Regions from separate parts of the Mus musculus genome. Here region 1 is linked to region 2. A link is a contact called in public Hi-C data. All regions are on one chromosome and are shown on one strand. Each heading gives the region's core, a stretch centred on a gene start, on an enhancer-like site or on the middle of the called end of the contact. The rest is flanking DNA. Distances are from core to core; before and after follow the strand shown. Region 1 holds the start of Cyp2b10 (cytochrome P450, family 2, subfamily b, polypeptide 10). Region 2 has its middle 21 kb from the start of Gm46015.

Region 1 (7,668 bases), core at 1,745-4,244, 38 kb after region 2:
GTGTCATTAGGAATGGACTTTGAGGTTTCAAAATGGTTTCAATAACCATTTTCAGTTATTGGTTCTCTCTGTCTCTCTGTGTCTGTGTCTGTGTCTGTCTGTCTGTCTGTCTGTCTCTCTCTCTCTCTCTCTCATGCTTGTAGATAAAGATGTAAGCTCTCAACTACCGAGCTCTTGACACTTGAGCAGTGTCATGCGTGTCTGCTGCCGTGCTCCTTGCCATGATGGTTATGGACTCTAACTCTCTTGAATTACAAGGAAGTCCAAACAAACTCTTTCTTCTATAAGTTGTCTTTGTCATGGTGTCTCTTCACAGAACCAGAAAATAAACTAAGATACCAGGAGAATGGTCTACCTTAAGGGTATACAACCAACTCTTAAAGTTTTAATTTTGAGATAGGGTCTCCCTAAGTTACCCAGGCAAGGACAGCCTTCCCAACGTGGAGATGAAAATCATGGGCTGCTCTGCCCATCCTTGGACCTCTCCTTAACAACACTTCATTTCTCTTTAATGGAGAGAGGTGGAGGGAGAGGAAGCAGCACCCCTTTTGTGATGTTCAGCTAATGCCTGTCTGGATCAGGACACAATCTTGAAGAGGTGCACTCCAGTGACTTAGGAGGAAGGTCAGAAAAACATGGTGATTTCGGGCACAGAATCTGTACTTTCCTGACCTTGGCACAGTGCCACCATCAACTTGCCTGACACCAGGACCTTGCTCCTGCCAAGCTGGTTGATCTGGCACTGAACTTGGGTCAGTATTCCAGCCCAGGATTCCCAGTGGGAGCCATGAAGTGTGTTCTATGCAGTAACTGGCACAATACTTACATTTTGGAGAGGTGTATATTGCCTCCACTTTTTAATAGACAGAAGTACAGAGAGATTAAGAGTCTTGTCTAAGACCACACAGTGGATTAGAACTACATTGTCCACATGATAGCTGCTTTCCAAATGTGGCCATCAAGAGCTTGGCATGTTCTAAATGTGATAGCACACATCTGTGGTCCCAGTAGTGGGGAGGCCAGAAGAGAACATTATGAGTTCAAAGTCAGCCTGGGATATGTAGGGGGACCTTGTCTAAGACCAAAGAATGAAGAGTTCAACCAATGGGCTTAAAATGTGTGGTGGTTTGAACTTATTTACTTCAGAAGTTGAAGCAAGTCGACCACAACCAGTTTGAGCTATAAAGATGTAGCTAAAACAGATAGCTGGATATGGTAGTACAAACCTGAAATCCTGACACCTGGGATGTAGAGGCAGAAGGACCAGGAACCTAGGATGGACAGTGAGACTCTTTCTCCCAAATTCCTGCTACCAAGCAACTGAGGAGAAGGATTTATTTCCTCTCAGTTTCATTGCAGGGGAGGTATGGCATTTGGGGCTTGGTCTAGATGTTGGAGCTTGTGGTTGTTCTTATGTACAAGAGATGGAAGAAGGAGGAGGAAGGAGAGAGGGAGGAAGAAGGGGAGAGAGAGAGAGAGAGAGAGGGAGAGAGAGAGAGAGAGAGAGAGAGAGAGGGAGAGAGAGAGAGAGATTGATTCAGTAAAGTTATAATTCATTAGGTTACCTCCAGCAACCTACTTCTTTCTTGCAAGCTTTAGCCCTAAGTGTCCTGCCACCTCCCCAAATAATATCAGTTAGGTATAGTGTTGAAACATGAACTTCTGAGACAGATTTTTGCATTCGAAATAGAACATGTTCTGAGCGGATCAATGTTACCCCTGTACTGGTGGGCTAATTAAGAACTTTCTATTTCCCTCTTAGCTTTTTATTTCCTTTTAGCAAGAGGGAAGGTCAGAGAACTTCCTGTGCTGTGAAAACAACAAGGAGGATGAGTGGAACCATTTGTCCTTAGACACAGTGGTCAGAGACAATCTGAGTTAGGGTCTCTATTTCTGTGATAAAACTTCTACAGGCAACTTGGGGAGGAAAGGATATATTTTGCTTGCAATTTATAGTTTATCATCCAAGGAAGTCGGGGCAGGAACACAAGGCAGGAAGCTGGAGGCAATGCAGAGGCCATGGAGGGATGCTGCTTACTCATCATGGCTTGCTCAGCCTGGTTTCTTATAGAACCCAGGATCACCAGTCCAGGGATGAAATTTCCCACGGTGACTTAGGCCCTCCAACATCCAATCGCTGATTAAGAAAACACTCTAAAGGCTTGCCTTCAGTGTGATTTTATGGATATATTCTCTCAATTGAAGTTCCCTCATCTCAAATGACTACAGCATGTGTCATGTTGACACAAAAGCTAGCCAGTCCAGAAACCCAGGAGCTCCATCTGCTCTGCCAGGTTTCGCCTCTGTCCACCTGACTTCTGAGCCTCACTACTCTCTTGCCTCTCCTTTTTTCTCCTCCCTTTTCTCCCATCTATGGCTATCATGGGCCAGAGAGTGAAATGGGGGCTCTGGAGAAATTATATCTGCAGACCTTAAAAAAACCTGGATCAGGGAATGAACAGGCAGAGACAAACAAAAGATCATGGGACACTACTCTTGTCAAGCCAAATGTAATCACGTTTACCCAGGACATAAAGAACATACAGAGAGGCCTCCATAATTTAAGATTAGACATGTAAATACACCCCAGACATGTAAGAATAGATTAGGTAGCACATCTAGACTCAGACACAGAAATACACATCCGTACATTCATCTCAGAAATGACCTTTCAGGTATTAAAAGCGTACAGCACACCCGCAGTCTCTTGTCCCAGTAAGTGAACAGACAAAACTGAGCTGACAAGGGCACACCCACCTCCATAAAACAAGAAGCATCACTCCCAGTGCCCTTTTGTCCTATGTATCTGTTTCATGGTGTCCTTGCCAACATCTACAGTGAGGGTAAGGGAATGAGGAGTGAGCAGCCAAAGCAGGGAGTTGCTATGGCTCCTCACGCTCTGGACAATGAGAGACAGGAGGCGGGAACAGCTGAAGTTGCATAACTGAGTGGAGAGGCGGGGCCAGCATAAAAGATCCTGCTGGAGCGTGGAGTGAAGTCAACATTGGTTAGACCAGGACCATGGAGCCCAGTGTCCTGCTCCTCCTTGCTCTCCTTGTGGGCTTCTTGTTACTCTTAGCCAGGGGACACCCAAAGTCCCGTGGCAACTTCCCACCAGGACCCCGTCCCCTGCCCCTCTTGGGGAACCTCTTGCAGATGGACAGAGGAGGCCTCCTCAAGTCTTTTATTCAGGTGAGAACAATATGAGGTCTTAGTGTGGGTTTCCCCCTGCTTTTGTTTTCGGAGGTCACTCATCAGGAAGAGCAAGAGACTCCTTCCACGGTGTAGGTTCAGGTGGGAAGGTTGCTGAGGGGAGGGTGAGATGCTGATTTGTGGTGGATGGTACTCAGATAGACAGGCAAATCTTGCTACGTTGGAGTTGTGTGGGGGCACTTGTGCTTGGGCTTCGAGAGGCGTAGAGGCGTTGAGGTGTGAGCGTGCAGAATTTCACTCCTTGGAGCTTGTCTGTTCCAGAAGAGAAAGAAAAATATCAGAGGCATCAACATGAAGGCTTGCTTCTGCCAGCAAGAGATTAGCCTGAGGTGTTCTAGGACAAAGGGGAAGAGAGGCAGAACAGGAGGAGGGGTGGGTAGGAGTGTTATCAGTTTATTCCAGCCCCTGGCTTGGCACTGACCTATCAGTGTCTATATTGGTGCTTCACACACAGTGTTTCATGTTTAATTACCACTTGCTTACAGCATCTGTAATCAGCATCCGTGATCCTGCCTTTCATGAGAGAGCTGAGGTAGTGACTATAAGTCCCATCCCTCTGTTCTTCGCCGTAGCTGTGGAGATCACACTTTTGAACCTTGTATTTGTTACCACCTGGCTTTTAAAAGATCCCTCCCCTTCCCAGCACTAGTGGCAAATCCAGTTATATTAACTTATTTTTTGAGATGGGGTCTGTCCCTGTTTTTATTTTTTTTTTATTTTTTATTTTTTTGGTTTTTCAAGACAGGGTTTCTCTGTATAGCCCTGGCTATCCTGGAACTCACTCTGTAGACCAGGCTGGCCTCGAACTCAGAAATCCACCTGCCTCTGCCTCCCGAGTGCTGGGATTAAAGGCATGGGCCACCACGCCCGGCTCCTGTTTTTATTTTTTAGGTTGGTTCCCAACTCATGATTCTCCTACCTTAGCCTCTGGAATGATAAGTGTGTCGCCACACACTGCCACACATGTTTTAAACACATGCCTCCCATGTGTGAGGAAAGGTCAAGCCAACATCCTACCTGATTTATTTTAAGAAATCCATTGACAATTCAATGTACACATATGCTGGACCTTTGTCATCTGTGACCCCTCCTTTCCCTCTTTCTCTCACAGAAACCCTTCTTTTGGCCAACATGCCTCTTCCTACCTTGATGCCCCTTTTATGTTTTTACCCACTGAGTTTAGTTAGGGTCGTTCAGGGTGGGTTGATGTGTGGTTTATTTCTTGGAGATAACTTAGTATGAAGCAAAAGGATGGATGCCTTCTGGGCTCTAGGTTCAGGTGGGAGGGTTGGTGAGTAAAAGATGAGATGCTGACAACTTCATGACCATGGGCGGGAACTATTTACTGAAACATGAAGTTAGGAGTAACCATACCATGAAAGTAATTGACTCCCTTCCACAGCCAGCGCCACCACTGCCCACAGACCCACAGGGAGCGGTGGTAGCATCCAAAATGGTGCATCTTTCCCCTGTAGTGAAGGTGATATTTTTCCCTAATTAATTAATTAATTAACTAATTAACTTAGTCGGGGGACACCCAAAGTCCCATGCCAACTTCCCAGTAATTAATCAATCAATCAACAAATTAACAAATTTGTTAATTAATTAGTTAATTTGGGTGTCGTTCACCCCTCCCTTTCTTCTTTGAGAGGTTGGAGGCTCCCTGGGTATCCCCACCACAACACATCAAGTCTATGCGGGGTTAGGCACACCACCCTCTTCCACTGCAGCCAGATAAGGCAGTCCAGCTAGAAGAACATATTCCACAGGCAGGCAGCAGCTTCTTCTTCTTCTTCTTCTTCTTCTTCTTCTTCTTCTTCTTCTTCTTCTTCTTCTTCTCCTTCTCCTTCTCCTTCTCCTTCTCCTTCTCCTTCTCCTTCTCCTTCTCCTTCTCCTTCTCCTTCTCCTTCTCCTTCTCCTTCTCCTTCTCCTTCTCCTTCTCCTTCTCCTTCTCCTTCTCCTTCTCCTTCTCCTTCTCCTTCTCCTTCTCCTTCTCCTTCTCCTTCTCCTTCTCCTTCTCCTTCTCCTTCTCCTTCTTCTTCTTCTTCTTCTTCTTCTTCTTCTTCTTCTTCTTCTTCTTCTTCTTCTTCTTCTTCTTTGAGACAGGGTTTCTCTGTGTAGCCTTGGCTGTCCTGAAACTCACTTTGTAGACCAGGCTGGCCTTGAACTCAGAGATCCGCCTGCCTCTGCCTCCCAAGTGCTGGGATTAAAGGCGTGGGCCACCATGCCCGGATGGCAGCAGCTTTTGAGACAGCCCCTGCTCCAGTTGTTTGGGACCCACATGAAGACTGAGTGACACCTCTGCTATATATGTGCAGGGAGGCCTAGGTCCAGCCTGTGCATGCTTTTTGGTTGGTGGTTCAGTCTCTGAGACCCCTCAAGGGTCTAGGTTAGTTGACTTTGTCTTCTTCCTGTGGAGTTCCTATCCCCTTTGGGGCCCTCAATCCTTCCCCCAACTTTGCTAAAAAACTCTCTACCTCCATCCAATGTTTGGCTGTGGGTCTCTGCATCTGTTTTAGTCAACTGCTGGGTGGAGTTTCTCAGATGACAGTTAAGATAGTCTCTTGTCTGCAAGCATAACACAGTATCATTAATAGTGTCAGGGATTGGTGTTTGCCCAAGGGATGGGTGTCAAGTTCGGATAGTTATTGGTTGGCCATTCCCTCAGTCTCTGCTCCATTTTAGTGACAGTGATCTTAATGTTACAATCACACAGGGCTCTTAGGGTCTAGGAAATGTGCAGTTGGAAGGAAATCAGAGCTTATACCAACTCTGATGCGATGGCCTGGTTGCCTTTCTAACTATATATTTTGAACAATAAAGAATCCCACGCTGGGCTGTTTAGCAGTAGTAGTGGCAGGATCAAAGAGTGGGGCTGCATTCCTGACACCCGTGTGCATTATTGGTGCTCAAAAAGATTGTAGGATCCTCTGGAAACGAGTTACACATTGTGAGCACCAAGTGGGTGCTGGAAACAGAACCCAGGGCCTCTGAAAGAATAGCAAATGCTTTTAAACATCAAGCTATCTTTCCAGCTCCCACCCTAATTGAGTTTTAAGATCATTGGAGGGGTTGTAATGGTTTATATAAGAGGTAGAATCTGATCAGATTCCCAAAGACTCTCCGGAGAGAGAATAAGGGAGAAAAGAAGCTGTTCCTGGGGAGCCATGAGGGGCAGATGAGGAAGGAGCAGGTCCAGGTGAACAAGAACATGATGTAATGGTGAATAAGAACATGATGTAATGGTGAACAAGAACATGATGTAATGGTGAACAAGAACATGATGCAATGGAGAAGAGGTAGATGTTGAATTTTTGGGTCATGGGGAGGAACTGGTCTGGCTGAAACCAAGAACAGAAAGAATAGAAACGGTCCACCTGAACCAGCAAGTAGAGTTCTCTGGTGCCTTTGCTTTCTGTTGTTACTACAACAAGCAAGAGGTCTTTTATAAAGTAAGAAGGTGTATGGGCCTAGAATGACGGCTCATGGGTTAAGAATGCTTGCTGCTCTTCCAGAGGATCCAGATTGACTCCCTGTGTCCGTATAGGACAGCTAACAACTGCCCGTAGCTTCAGCTCCAGAGGATCTGACATTTTCCTCTGACTTTTGGGAGTACCCACACACATGTGGCACACACACACACACACACACACACACACACACACACACACACACACTACAGTTACACAAATACAGACACACACACACACATGACAATTAAAAGGTAGTAGGTTTATTGAGTTTATAATCATGGCCATCATGGCCCATCTAAGATCATGCACTCCTCTGGTCCGACCTCTGGTGAGGAACCCTCTGCATGTGTCACAGCACAGTGATTGGAAAGGAGAGAAGAGAATCTGTCACATGCAGAAGGGGTTAACCATGTGGGGTGGCCTTGGTCTGTAACAATCAATTCTCTAAGCATCCAGCCCTCTCTGCTTGCCCAGTGTTAAGGTATTCTGTGGATCTGCCCTGAAGACCCAATGCCTCTCACTAGGCTCCAGCACTTGAAGGCTTAACCACCTCTCAACACAACCACTTTGGGGACTAACCTCCAGCATGTGAACACATGGAGGGCACTTAAACCATGTTCAAGGTATAGTACATGGAGCAGGCAAGAAGAGAAGGGCAGCTGGTCCAGACAGGTGGTTCTGGATGCCAAGTGATGGTGATGTCCCAGGAACCCCAGGAGAAACCAGCTTGGTTGTCTTAAGTGTGTTGAGGCTGAGCCAACAGCCTGACTCAAGTGCAGCGTCATGAGATCTAGCTCAATTCCAAACTGCTTGTTTTTGCTCATGTGCTTGTGGGCCTGGGTTTTCTGATATGCAATCTGGAATGTTCTCAGGAAGTTTCAGCTGTGACTCAAGAAACCGACAGCTACTCTTCCAGGAGGCTGTGTTGCTGAATGTGATCATGTAGGCTTTTTATCAAGCATACATTACTGAGAATGATTTT
Region 2 (7,332 bases), core at 3,203-5,702:
TAGATATAATAATGAATACATCTTTAAGCTGGAGAGGGCAGGGGTTGGGGATGGGGTGTCGACTGGAGCTAGCAGAGTGTTGTATCCGGCCAGCAGATCACAGCCTGGGTTCTAGCCTGGAAAGGCATTTTGGAAACCTGGAAGAGAAGAGGGGCTAGGTGGCGAGAGAAAGAAATGCAGCTAAGACAGGCATTCTGATCAAAGCTCAATTTTACTGTTCCACACGCAGTTATGAAGCAGGGGAAGGGGGGCCCAATTTCCGCCAAATAATCTCGGGGTCCAGTAGCAAAGCGGCAGGTTCCAGCAGTGGGCGTGGCAGAATGATTGAGGGGGAAGCTCCACCCCTGAGCAAGCAGGTTTCAGGCTGGGGGAGGGGAGACTACAGCAGAGGTCCTGAGCAACTCCCAGCAACCACATGATGGCTCACAACTATCAGTACAGCTACAGTGTACTCATATGAATAAATAAATAAATACATAAATCTTAAAAAAAAAAAGCTCTCATAAGATCCAGATGTGGGGTATTTCCTAAATTAGTGATTGCTGGGGGAGGGTCCATCCCATTGTGGATGGGGACACCCCTAGGCTGGTGGTCCTGAATTCTATAAGAAAGCTGGCTGAGCAAGTCATGGGGAGCAAGCCAATAAGTAGCACTCCTCCACGGCCTCTGCATCAGCTCCTGCCTTTAGGTTCCTGCTCTATGTGTGTTCCTGTCCTGCCTTCCTTTGATGATGAACAGAGACATGAAAGTGTAAACCAAATAAACCCATTCCTTTCCAAGTTGCTTTGGTCATGATGTTTCGCCACAGCAACAGTAATCCCAAAGACACCACTTTACATTTGGGGCCTTTTTATAAACGGAATTGTTGTTGTTATCATTAATTTTATTTTTAAATTGTTATTTTTAGAGTAACGTGTGTGGAACCCAGTCTTACTTGCCAGGCTAGTCCTTTACCACTGTGCTGTATCCCAATTGGCCTCGAAGTCCTGACCCTTCTTCCTTAGCCTCTGGAATACTGGGACTACAGGCCTGTGATCACATGGTTGCTGGTTCTGTAACTCCTCTTCTTCTGCCTTCTATTTTTAAAAAATATGTATGCATGTTCAGGCATGAGGGCAATTCTTGACTATGCTGCCTAGGCTGGCTAGAACTTACAGTCCTCTCAGCGCCACATTTGACCGAGGATGTTTCTGTGTAAATAACACGCCATCATGAGGATTCAGTGGGATGTTGTAAGTCAATAATTCAATACATGTGTGTCAGTTCCATTTCCATCATTGTAAGAAAACACCTGAAGGCTGGGGGGACTGTTCAGTGGGCCGGTGTGAGTTCACATCCTGGAACTCACAGAAAGAAGCCAGTGGGTGTGGCTTCCTACCTGTAACCCCAGTTCCTGGGAGGTAGAGACAGAAGAGCCTTGGGGAGAGCAGGCTGGCCAGAAGCAGTTGAAACAGTGACCTCTAAGTTCAGTGAGAGTCCCTATGTGACCCCTACAACAGGTATATTCACACATGTGAAAACCCAGAGGCATGCGCACCACATACACAGGCAAATAAAAGAAAGTACCCGAGTTTATTGACTTGTGAAGGGAAAGGATTCCCAAAGATATAAAGACCTTCCTCTGTGGCTTATCTTCCAAAGGCCCTAGTACTTCTCAATGGCACCACCTTGAGGACCAAGCTTTTAACAGACACAAGTCTTTGGCCAGACATCTCAGATCTAAACTTCAGCAACACGACTTACTACAAATAGCAACTTATCAATACTAAACTATTAAGAAGATAAAACTCATATTTTTGATAGGCTATTATGGATTAGGCCCACAATACTGCCACGTCTCACGTAACACAGTGAGGTGGATGCAGTGACAGTGTCTGCATATTATAAGGGGCTTAGGCTTAGGGAGAAGAAAGCAACCTGTCAAAAGTTACACCTTTGAGGTTTAAACCCAGGAAACTAACTTCCTTTAAGATTTATTTATTTAGAATGTGAGTACTTGCCTGAGAGACCAGAAGACGGCATCAGAGTTACAGATAATTGTGAGTCACCATGACGATGTTGGGAATTGAACCTGAGACCTCAGGAACAACAGCCAGTGCTCTTGACCACTGACCCATACCCCCTCCCTCAAGGAGCCTATGATTCTATAGGCCTGCAATCACTATGACGCCAGATCAAATCCCTCACCTTTTTAGATTGTGCTGCACACTCCAGGTTTAAGTTTCTTTTTGCTTGAGGAATTTGAATAAACGCAGGCCTTCTATATCATTCTTTTCCCTGAACTGAAATGGAAGAATTCAAGGAGCCTAAAGCTTGGAAACCTGGCAGCTGGAAGGCTAAAGCAGAAGGATCACAAGTTCAAGGCCAGCCTGGGTACATAGTGAGACCTCGTGTCACAGTAGCACTAGGACGCAAGGCGGTAAGATGCTTGCCTTGGAAGCCCAAGGATCCAGAATTGACATGGCTATCCATGAGTACCCAGTGTGGTCTCACGCGCTTATAATTTCAGCACCTGGGAGCAGGACAAGTCAATCTCTGTGACTTGCTTGCCAGCCTAACAGTGAAGCTTCAGACCAATGAAAGACCCTATCTCACAAACACGGTGGCAGGGCAGTGAAAGGGCTCAGTGGAAGAGGTGTTTGCTGCCAAGCTGGAGCACAGAAGTTCAATCCCCTGAACTTAAATGGTGCAGGGAGAGAACTGACCCCCTAGAAGTTGTCTTTGGACCTCTGCACATGCACCTATGGTGTACAGACTTCCCTTGCCAAATAAATGCAAAAAATTTTTTTTTCTGAATTTCTGAGAGACGACACCCACATGCATGAATGAATATGTACAACCTAATTTAGCTGCGTGGGATCTTGCCCCAAGGTCACCACTCCCTGAATTCAATTTAGTATCATTGAACACAGGATTTAGCTCCATTTCACTTCCCGATTCCTCTTTAATACTTGAACCATATATTTTATATTTCTACTTTCTAAGCTTGCTATACTTGTTCAAAATGCTCTTCATGAGACTTAACTAGAGAACAAAGTCTCTGCTGGGCTTTTTTTGAGACTTCCTTTGTCAATGCAATTAATATAAATCTCTTCACCTTAGCCTCAGGTAGACTCTTCAGACAAATGCAAAAAGCAGCCACATTCTTCACCAAAATACCACAAAACAGTCTTTATGCCACATACTGAAATTCCTCTCCACTGAAACCTCTTGGACCATGTCTGAACAGTTCAAATGACAAAGTCTTCCACATTCCTATTAGGATGACCCTTCAAGCCCCATTTAAAGTATTCCGTTGCCTTCCAAATCCAAAATCCCCAGATCCACATTCTTCTAAACAAAAGCATGGTCAGGCCAATCACAGCAACAACCCCGTCCCTGGTACCAAATTCTGAACATATACAAACCATCACAGGGCCATTCTCATCCAAACCACAACATCCACCCCTTTTAAGGGTGGGTAAAAATAAAAGCACTATAATAAACCCACAGCTCTCTGTAACTGAAAGGAAAATACCAGGTTTTGAATTATCTTTTTCCTTGGATGTATTATTATTATTTTTTGAGATAGCGTCTCAATGTATCTCATGCAGGCCTCTAATGTGATATGTAGTCTAGGATGCCCTTCGACTCCTGGTCCTTCTGCTTCCACCTCAAGGGTCCTGGGAGGACGGGTGTACATCACCACACCAAGCGTCTGGGTTTATCAATATTCTTCCCAGATGTCCATAGCTCACCACGGCAGGGATTTTTTTTCTGATCAGGTTTTGACCAAGTTCCAAGTACTAGGGTCATACTTTGTGCATTCGAGAGGCACAGTGAAAGTATTTGCTGAGTTAGTAAGTAGTGGATATTGAATATCTATGACCAGGAACCCTGGCATGGTCAATAGGCTAAGGAACAAAACCTTGAAGTCTGCCTTCTATAATTTAGAGCTGTTACGGGGCAATGTCTGCCCAGTTACACAGCCCTCTCAAACCCTCTTTCTTGCATATTGATGGACTGAGTGATTTCATCCTCAGCAAAAGGAGTGGTATATATCACTTCTGGGACAAAGTGATTTTATATCCGTGGTCACAACCAGGGGAGACCCATCAGATCATCCAAATGAAATTTAAATAAGAAATAAGCTTCAGTTTCTTTAAGCCTTGAAGCTTTGGGGTCTCTTGTTACCACAGTTAGCTTGAACTCAGGAGCTCTGCTAGCCTCATTCCACTCCCGTACCACCCATACTCTGCCTTGTCTTTTCGAATGCATTCTCCAAGCTGAAGTGATTTTCTCCAAAGCCCAAACCTGACTAGGATGCTGCTTTACTTAAATTCCTGATTCCTCAAGGCCATAGGTAACTCCTCGGCAGCGCATTCAAAGGCATGTTGTTGTGGATTTGGTCTCCCAAAACTGCAAGTCTGCATGTAAGACCCTGAGGGACCCTGCCCCCACTTGGTTTTGATTGGTGGATGGAGTTGCCGGCAGCCAATGGCTTGCCAGGGAGACAGAAGCGGGACTTTGGGATTCTTGGGCAAGGAACTGAGGAAGGAGCAGGAAGGGAGATGGATACCAAGCCAGGAAAGGAGTAGAGGCCACACCTGAGAGGTAGGAGACAGAGAGCATGGCTGTCCTATAGGTGCTGGAGAACTCAGCCAGAGAGGGCTGCAGGTCTAGGTCCGGGGCAGCCAAGATGGAATATAGGTTTTAATGAGTCAGGGATATCGGAGGGGAAACTGTGAAGTTTTGGAAGTGACCCAGACATTGAGCTGTTTAAGGCATATTAAAAAGCTGTGTGTGTGTGTGTGTGTGTGTGTGTGTGTGTGTGTGTGTGTGTGTGTGTGTGTGTGTCTGTCTGTCTTTCATTCGGGAACCCTGAACATTGGGGTGGGTAGCAAAGAGCACCTCTGCTGCCACCACCAGGACGATGTGAGTAGAGTTACTTGGTTACAGCAACAACATGTGGTCTTGTGGTCTTTTGTGCAGTAATGGAGATGAAACCTATGGCTTTATGTATTCTAGGCAAGTGGTCTAAATCTGGGCTGCACTACAGCCCCTCACTGGAAGATTATAGGCAGGGGCTCTACCGCTGAGCCACACCCCAGCCTCTCACTGGGAGATTCTAGGCAGCTGCTCTACCACTGAGCCATGTCCCAGCCCCTGGGGAATTCTCTAGCCCTCAGAGATTTTTCTAGGAACTTCTTTTGATTAAATTTCCATAATTTCCCTGATGAGCATTTTGGTTAAAAAAAAAAAAAAGTCAAGTGAAAACAAAACAAAACAAAACAAAACAAAGCTTTTCCTCTTTCATCTCTATCCAGCCATACAACATAGTCCTTCCTTCCTTCCTTCCTTCCTTCCTTCCTTCCTTCCTTCCTTCCTTCCTTCCTTCCTTCCTTCCTTCCTTCCTTCCTTCCTTCCTTCCCTCCCTCCCTCCCTCCCTCCCCCCTCCCTCCCTCCCTCCCTCCCTCCCCCTCCCTCCCTCCCTCCCTCCCTCCCACCCTTCTCTCTCTCTCTCTCTCTCTCTCTCTCTCTCTTTCAGACAGGATCTTTCTATGTAGCCCTGGGTATTCTGAAACTTTTATGTAGACCAAGCCGGTCTAGATGTGTACCACCATGCCTGGCTCTGGTCTTTGCTTTTGCTCCTTCTTTTCTTCTCCTTAATTTTTTTTTTTTTTTTTTTTTTTTTTTGAGATAGGGTTTTATTATGGAGCCTTGTCTAGCCTGGAATTCCAAATGCAGATCAAGATGGTCTGGAACTCACAGGGATCTGTTTGCCTCTGCCTTTTAAATGATAGGATCAGAGGTGTGTGTCACTAGTCCACATCCCTTCTTGGGTTCCTCCTTAACTCTCAAGGTAAGCAGCTGGACCAAGAAGAGGTCATCTTGAGGCTCTTAGTCCCACCTGGGTCTTCCTTGAGCAGTCCCTGAATCTCATCATGCTCTTTAAATATTCATTTATTTTTGTCTTATATGTATGAATCTGTGTATTTGCCTGAATCTTTGTGGACCACATGCATGCCTGTTTCCTGCAAAGGTCAGAAGAGGGTGGTAGATCCCCTGGAACTGGAGTTACAGCTGGTTGTGAGCTCTGTGTGGGTGCTGGCAGCCCAACCCAGGTCCATGGAACAGGTTCTCTTAACCACTGAGCCATCTCTCTAGCCCAGCCCCCATTCCTGCCCTTTAATGCCAGGGACCGAGGAAAGCAAGGAAAGTCCCTCACTACAAAAAAAAAAACAGACAACAGACATCCTTGTGCACAGAGTGCAGTCCTAGGTTATAAATAAGGAAACAGGAGCAGAGAGTTTAGGATGCTTGTCCAAGGTCCCACAGTTCATCAACAGTTGGTCTAGCTTGTAGGTTGAGGCCCTTTTGGGGTCTAACCAATGCAATAAACCAATCCAAGATCAATTAAAACTAAAAAAGAGGGTGCTGGAAAGATGGCTCATGGGGTTGGAGCTATGGCTCAGTGGTTAAGAGCACTGAATGCTCTCTAGAAGACCTGGGTTCAACTACGAGCACCCATATGGCAGCTCACAATTGTCTGTAACTCTAAGATCTGATGCCCTCACCCTGACATACTTGCAGGCAAAACAACAATGCACATTAAAAAAAGGTAAAAAAAAAAATAGCTTTTTTGGAGGGCAGTTACTGGGTGGGGTTACCAGTTCCAAGGAATGATGCCATGGAAATTGTCATGCAGATGGTGGTGGTTGGGACTCAAAGTGTAAGGATCAGAAAAACCACTGAAGGAAGACCCCAGACTCAGATAGTATGTAAAGACAAAGAGTGTTTATTCTCCAGAAACATCCAACATGCAGGGGTCAGCCATTCTCCAAAATGGTGACCTCAGACAAAGGCTCACAGCCCTTCTCATAGGGAACTGGTTGAACTTTCTAGAAGGATTAGGTAATCTGAAATTTCATTGGTGGGTGCTGGGGTGGGGGTCATAGGAGGTCAGTAGTCTGCATTCTTCTGTCGTGAATGTTTAACCATAGGATGAGATAGGGCTGCCCAGCACAGATGGCCCGTTCTGAGATAGATATTTCCATTTTTGTGGTTATCCCCAGGCTGTTCCTTGGGAAGGGGCTTTAAGATCTTGTTCTAGATTTTATGGTCTACTCCTAGTTTCTGGGATTTATCTTCTGTCTGTTCTTGGAGCTGGTGCCGTCTGGCCTTTCTTTGAACTCAGGCCTGGTCCTGTAGACAAATGGAGTTTATGTTGTCCTTTCAGCAGGAAGAGAGAAGTGTAGGGGTTGGGTGGTGGTGGCGGCGATGCCGAAATGTCCAGAGGGAAGAGCCTCTGGAGAAAGGGAAGCCCAGAAGCTGGACTGGAAAGTTCAGGGC

What was found. Hi-C and Micro-C count contacts between places; a contact is called where the count stands out from the background.
Region 1: a contact with region 2 is called in a Hi-C map of embryonic stem cells, with 3 times the contacts expected there. The contact joins the promoter of Cyp2b10 here to the enhancer-like site in region 2. A contact is called at or near these places in 17 of 39 promoter capture datasets (the 3T3-L1 cell line, 3T3-L1-derived adipocytes, the HPC-7 cell line and 8 more), 6 of 15 datasets of contacts at CTCF or cohesin (embryonic stem cells, liver and stem cell-derived epiblast-like cells), 122 of 484 Hi-C or Micro-C datasets (8-cell embryo, the AML12 cell line, the AtT-20 cell line and 46 more), 17 of 115 datasets of contacts at active chromatin or transcription factors (acute myeloid leukemia, differentiating embryonic stem cells, embryonic stem cells and 7 more) and 4 of 9 other capture datasets (adipose tissue, embryonic stem cells, embryonic trunk and 1 more).

The regions. Positions count from the first base shown.
Region 1 is chr7:25,894,664-25,902,331 of GRCm38.p6, forward strand. It overlaps Cyp2b10 (cytochrome P450, family 2, subfamily b, polypeptide 10), which reads left to right and starts at 2,995. Exons shown (of 9, transcript NM_009999.4): 1 at 2,995-3,192. The coding sequence starts at 3,022.
Region 2 is chr7:25,855,634-25,862,965 of GRCm38.p6, forward strand. No RefSeq gene overlaps it. Among named protein-coding and RNA genes, the nearest start is that of Gm46015, 21 kb to the left of the region's middle. Within about 2 kb of position 4,453, at least 21 of the 459 cell types and tissues checked have an H3K27ac peak or open chromatin away from gene starts, as enhancers often do. A contact at or near this core is called in differentiating embryonic stem cells, embryonic stem cells and extraembryonic ectoderm, where this site is marked.